Linked DNA regions of Mus musculus: region 2 is linked to region 1. Evidence: chromatin contacts called from public promoter capture Hi-C data. All regions are on one chromosome and are shown on one strand. The core of a region is the stretch at or near the end of the contact, and the rest is flanking DNA. Distances in the headings are between cores, read along the strand shown. Region 1 holds the start of Ndufa8 (NADH:ubiquinone oxidoreductase subunit A8). Region 2 holds the start of Psmb7 (proteasome (prosome, macropain) subunit, beta type 7).

Evidence for each region. Promoter capture Hi-C pulls out the DNA fragments that hold promoters and counts their contacts.
Region 2: a promoter capture Hi-C map of pre-B cells shows a contact between it and region 1, with 6 times the contacts expected there. The contact joins the promoter of Psmb7 here to the promoter of Ndufa8 in region 1. A contact is called at or near these places in 2 of 39 promoter capture datasets (liver and pre-B cells) and 1 of 9 other capture datasets (liver).

What each region holds. Positions count from the first base shown.
Region 1 is chr2:36,048,055-36,050,967 of GRCm38.p6, forward strand. Ndufa8 (NADH:ubiquinone oxidoreductase subunit A8) reads right to left here and starts at 1,284. Exons shown (of 4, transcript NM_026703.3): 1 at 1,138-1,284. The coding sequence starts at 1,188. It overlaps Morn5 (MORN repeat containing 5), which reads left to right and starts at 1,419. Exons shown (of 5, transcript NM_029309.2): 1 at 1,419-1,521. The coding sequence starts at 1,475.
Region 2 is chr2:38,642,428-38,645,265 of GRCm38.p6, forward strand. Psmb7 (proteasome (prosome, macropain) subunit, beta type 7) reads right to left here and starts at 1,479. Exons shown (of 8, transcript NM_011187.1): 1 at 1,414-1,479; 2 at 931-1,024. The coding sequence starts at 1,475.

The sequences.
Region 1 (2,913 bases), core at 34-2,533:
TAACAAAATATGTCAACTCATGTTTGACCAGTTACACGGTGGGATAAGAATAAAAGACTGGCTGATAGGAAAATCCTTTCTCTCGCCTCTAAGTCAATTTCATATAAATATGCTAACAATTTCTTCATCTGAGGAAAATACCAAGTTGCCATCCTCACAGGTTTGTGAGAGCCTACGTGAAGTCGTATAGGAGAACATTCAACACAGTGCCTGCCATGACAACACAGCCATCTTTTCCCTCTGTCTCACAGTATAAAGTCCAAACTGTTCCCGCCTCGTCAGTGACTTCTCTAGAGGCTTAGCACCGCTAATCTAACAGTAGGCTGACATCAGACAGCTCTCAGCTTCCTCGACAACACGGTTCTACAAGTCCTTCCTCACTCTGTTGCACTTTGGCTGAAAGATTTAACAGGCTGGGTTTCAGAAAAGATCTGGGTTCCTGTTACAAGTCTTCCATACACTGTCTATGTGACCTTGGGCAAATCGCTTCTACTCTTGGGGCCTATTTCTGGTCTACAAGGGAAACCAGTTATACCCTACCTTACTTTGTGTTCCAATTAGCAGCCCGGCCTTTAGAAATGGAGTGATCATGTTTGTGATAGTTACAATAGCACACCACTTTTACTTCACGTTTCACAGAGCCATGCACTGTGCTGTACAGCCTCTTTATCTGTCTCTTTATAAAACTATAAACTATAAGAGCTGGGCACTGTCTCTTACTTCCCATTGCACGTGCACATAACAAATACTTAAATGTCTCTCGAAGAAGTAAATGCTTTACTTGTGTCCCATTACCAAAACACCCTGGCCCATGCCAGACTCACTGTCCAACACGTACTGTGTGCTGCCGCGGCACCCAGGCCTGCTCTGCACCGAGATTTTGACAGACTTGGAAGGGGAAGGTGAGCACCAAGAGGAGGCAGGCTCGCCTCACCGGGAGGGAGAGCAAGGGGCTAGGTGATGCTAATGGAAAGTATCACCCGATTCACAAGAAGAGAGGCCGGTCGCAGTGCGCACAGGAATGGCTGGAGCCAAGGCGAGATGTGACCATGCAGGTCGCAGAGGCCGGAACCGTGCCTGGGCCCGCCTGAAAGCTGCAATCCCAGGCTTCCCGCCTGCCCTCAGGAAGAGCCTCACCTCCTCCACTTTCAGCTCTTCCAGAGTTGGCAGCTCCACTATCCCCGGCATGACGGCGGTAGCCGCGACCCTGACCAGGTGCCCTCGGCCGTGTCGCCCGTCTCCTTCAAGTCCCCTTTGGCTGGCCAAGACTGCCCGGTACCATCTGCGCATGCGTCTCCAGCGACGCGCAAGCGCACTGCTCTAGGGCCGCTGGAGGAGGCGAAGCGTAAGCCATTCCAGGAAGTCTAGCGGTCCCGAGGGGCGGGGCTTCATCTGGTCTCCGCCCACATCTCCTGGTTGTCATAGTGACGCCAAGACAGCTGAAGTTGGTGTCTGTTAGACACTAGCTGTTAACATGCAGTACACCGGGAGCCAGTATTTCGGGGAATACATAAACGGGAGGTAAGCCCCCATTCGTCCATGTCTCCACTTTCAGGCTAGTGAAAGACAACTGTTTTTAAGCCTCCGCCAAGGACCCTCAGCCAAATGCTTTCAAAAACTTGTTCAACTATAGTGCTCAAGCACAGATACCTAATAAGTCGCATAGGTAGGATTCACTCATTCATTCTTTCATTCATTCATTCGTGTGTGTGTGTGTGTGTGTGTGTGTACGAGCGCGTGCGCGTATCCCCTGCACCCATGACCATCTGTAACCAAAGTTCCTCTTCTGGCTTCTGTAGGCACCAGGCATGCACATGGTACACATTATATACATGAGAGCAAAACATACACATTAAAAAATAAATATTTAAAAAATTATGCAGGCAAAGAAAACTAGAAAATGGTATTCAGAGCTGGAGAGATGGCTCAGCAGTTAAGAGCACTGACTGCTCTCCCACAGGTCCTGAGTTCAAATCCCAGCAACCACATGGTGGCTCACAACCATCTGTAATGAGATCTGATACCCTCTTCTGGGATATCTGAAGACAACTACAGTGTACTTAGATATAATAAATTAATAAATATTAAAGAAAAAGAAAAGAAAGTGCTATTCGGCAAATACTGATTTTTCTCTGTGTCCAGATTTTGAATTTGACCCTGGTCAGAATCCCTGCAAACACAGTGGGACGGTTAAGCGTAACACAGTTATGACAAGTAATCAAGGTCAGCCCTGTGGTCAAGAGAGGCAGACCACATGTGAGATGGTCACTTTGCCTTGCCAGCAGCTCTGGATGAAGAAAGCAGAAAATTTTTTAGAGCTGGAGAGGCCGATGCTGGGGGGGTGGGTAATGGACAGATAAGCGATAGTTGTTTGGGCTATAAAGCACTTCATGGGGCTGTAGAGATGCAGAGATGAAGGAGGATCTGTATGCACAGGCTAGAGGAACTGCAGGGTGTTTTGAGGAAGCAGGAGTAGTGGTCTAGCCAAGCACAGGGACAGATTCTTAGAGAGAGTGGCAGTAATATATATAATGGGATGCTGTCCACATCTTCAGTCAGCTTTGCAAGGGAGATGGTATTATCTCAGCTTCAAGGTTAAAGGGTAAAAGGGAGCCTTAAAGGACTCAAGACCCTTGTCTAACCCTTTGGAAAGTGGCAAAGATGCTTGGGTGTGCAATGCCTTTCATGACAGTGAGACAGTTCAGGCTGATCTTGCAAATAAATGGTGGAACTTAACAAAACAACCCAGCTAAGTGAGGGAGTCGAGAATTTCTACCCAGCTTTGTGTCTAAACCATATCATTTCTTTTCATGAGGCAAAAGTTCCTACAGCGAAAGTTTTGACAGGTGGAGGTGAAGGATTGGGCTTGGGCACAGAGATTGAAAAACCCACACACATCTTGATTTTAGGTTT
Region 2 (2,838 bases), core at 229-2,728, 2.6 Mb after region 1:
ATAAATGTCAATGGCTAATTCTTGAGGTGATTAAGACTCATTTCCATCTTCAATCAAGGCGCAACGATTCAGTAAATTCCTTTTAAATCACAGAGCTAAACTGGAAAGAAAAAATGTGGAATGAAGACCCACAATCTTTCCAACAAAATATTTCCAACAAAATAGGTCAGCAAGTACAATACACTAGTCGGGCAAGCCTGGAAAACTGAATTCCATTGTAAGAAGCCACATGAAGCTCAGAATGGACTCCACCAAGTTGTTCTCTGACCTCTACACTTGTCCCATAGCATATGTACAAGCACATACACAGAGAAAATTTAGGAAACAGTCACCTCTATTAGTTTTTGAAATGTGACTCTCTTCACCCCACTAACAACATTAATCGCTAGCCTTTATTATCTTTACAGTTTATTTCAGGATTTATCTCCATTTGATGGATAGAGATTTAACTCTGTAAAAAAAAAAAAAAAAGGCTGAGGGCAGAGTGGCTCTCCCAACGTTGTGGAGGCAGAAGCAGGTAAATTTCTAGTTTAAAGCAGCCTGATCTACAACAATCGGGGCTATATAATGAGACCCTGTCTCAAAGGGGGGGGGGGGGGGGGGGACTAAACTGCCCAAGTAGTTCACTAGAAACAGTATGGAAGCATTAAACATCTAAACAAACCAATTAATCCCAAATTCTGTGCTTTCCCATTGTAGCATCCTGCTTCCTAGAGTACCTTAGGAAAAGCCAAATTGCCCTCATGTGTAAAACTTCAAAATGAGTAAATACAAACTATTTAACATGTAAAACCTCTTGATCAAGGCATTCCCTAATAAAAGCCGATTCTCATGATGCACTCTGACAGTTCTAGCTGGAAGCTTGAGTCCAAGTGGTCTAACTACGGTTAATAGGTCAGTTACCGCTACGGTCGGCCTGTCTAGGCTTACCTTATACACCACCCCCGCGATGGTAGTGCCAGTTTTCCGAGCTTTCGGGAGCTTGAACCCCTTTTTTGCGAAATCCGCTTCCAAGACAGCATTCCTAAGGGAAGGCACAGAAATCAAGTGTTAGAGGACAAGACCACTGGCGAGAAGAGTGGGTGCTTAGGAAGGAACTCAATTTTCTTCCACCCCAGTGTGATCACTGGATTCTCCCATTATTAGCACCATCGGCGAGGAATTACAGATCGGGGCGGTGACCCAATCCCTCCAAAGCCACAGGAAAGTCCAAATCCTTACACACTGGCAAGGGGAGAGGGCCGCGCCGGCCTCAGAAGCAGCCCGCGCTGGGGCCCGATTCCCTGAGTCACACGGCCGCGGGCACCATCCCCACGCTCGCCTCACGCCCCCGACCCCGGCCGCAGCCCAGTTCCGATCCGGCGTACAGAGTTCCCACTCGGGTCCCGATCGCGCCCCCGGGCATGAACACACCTGCGACAATTATCAAAAGAAAAGCCTCCGACCGGTGGCTGAAACACCGACACAGCCGCCATCTTGCCAAGAAAGTGTTTCCGGGCCGAGGGCGGAGCGACAAAAAAAGAACTTAGCACTTCCGGCGCCGCGAGAGACCGGGACGAGAGGGCGGGGCAAACTTCGAACTGGCGCTCTTGGACATAGAGTTCTTGAGTTCTCACTTCCTAGAGAGGCTTGGGTCTTTGAAGTAGTTTTGCCTCAAGTCCTGGGAAGGGGAAACTGACGATCAGCCGAAGGGATGGAATTTGTTAAATCAGATAATAAAATTCCCCCAATAACCAAATCTCCTGACGCTCAGACCAGATCTGTTTCTGCGGTTAAACTAGAATCCGGCGTGTATCAGGGACATCCACACACCCCAGGTCCAGGCAAAGCCGCTGAGCAAATCCCTTTCAACTCCCTTATTTCCTACTGTTAGTGTGTAACGGAGCTTTCACCTTCCTCAGAAAGGCAAACAGACACATGGAAAGACGTTTCGTGCCCTGAGTCACGAGGACAAGGCAACCCCAAGCCCCCAGTGAGACACTGCTTTGGACCCACTACAATGACTGGAGTTGGACAGAGAAAAACTCTCTGTGACAGGTGGGAATATAAAACGGTCATCTGCTCCGGAAAACGAACTGGATCTTAAACCAAAATTATCACTGTCATACCTACCCAGAAGAACTGGAAAGCTAAGTTCACAGATGCTTCTAGGCAAATGAGCATAGCAACCAGGTACCTAACAGGCAAATCGGGAAACAACACAAATGCCCATTGACGGATGAATGAGTAAACAAAATGTGGAATATCAGCACAGTGAAACAGTATTAGGCCGTAAAAGGGAAGGGAATGTGATACCTACTAAATCAGGGGTGACCCTGGAAAACAATTTGCTAAATATAAAGAGACTAGGCATGGAGAAGAAGAACCACATTGTATAATTACATTCACATGTGATATACTATACATTCATGTGGTAATCATGTTCACATGCCTGTGGGTACATGTGGGTGTATGGTTAATGTTGGGAGTCCTCCACCACTCTCCACTTTACTCTTTCAGTCATCTTCCCTCTGGGCCATCTCCCCAGCCTTAGAGAGTTCCATTTGTATGAAGTATCTCAAAATAGGCAAATCTGCAGAAGCATAAAGTGAATCAGTAGTTGTTAAGGCTGAAGGAGAGGCACTGGATTGTTTATGGGCACAGAATTCATAATGTTACCCAGCACTATGAGTGCAGTGTTATGTAATTTTAAGAAAATCTTCTACTGATGGAAATGTGAGGCTTGCTGCGGAAGTCAGGAAAATATTTTTAAACTTATTTAGGCAATAAGTGACACCCTCCATGACTGTGAAATGAATTCATTTACAAATATTTATTAAGCACCTACTATGTCCTATT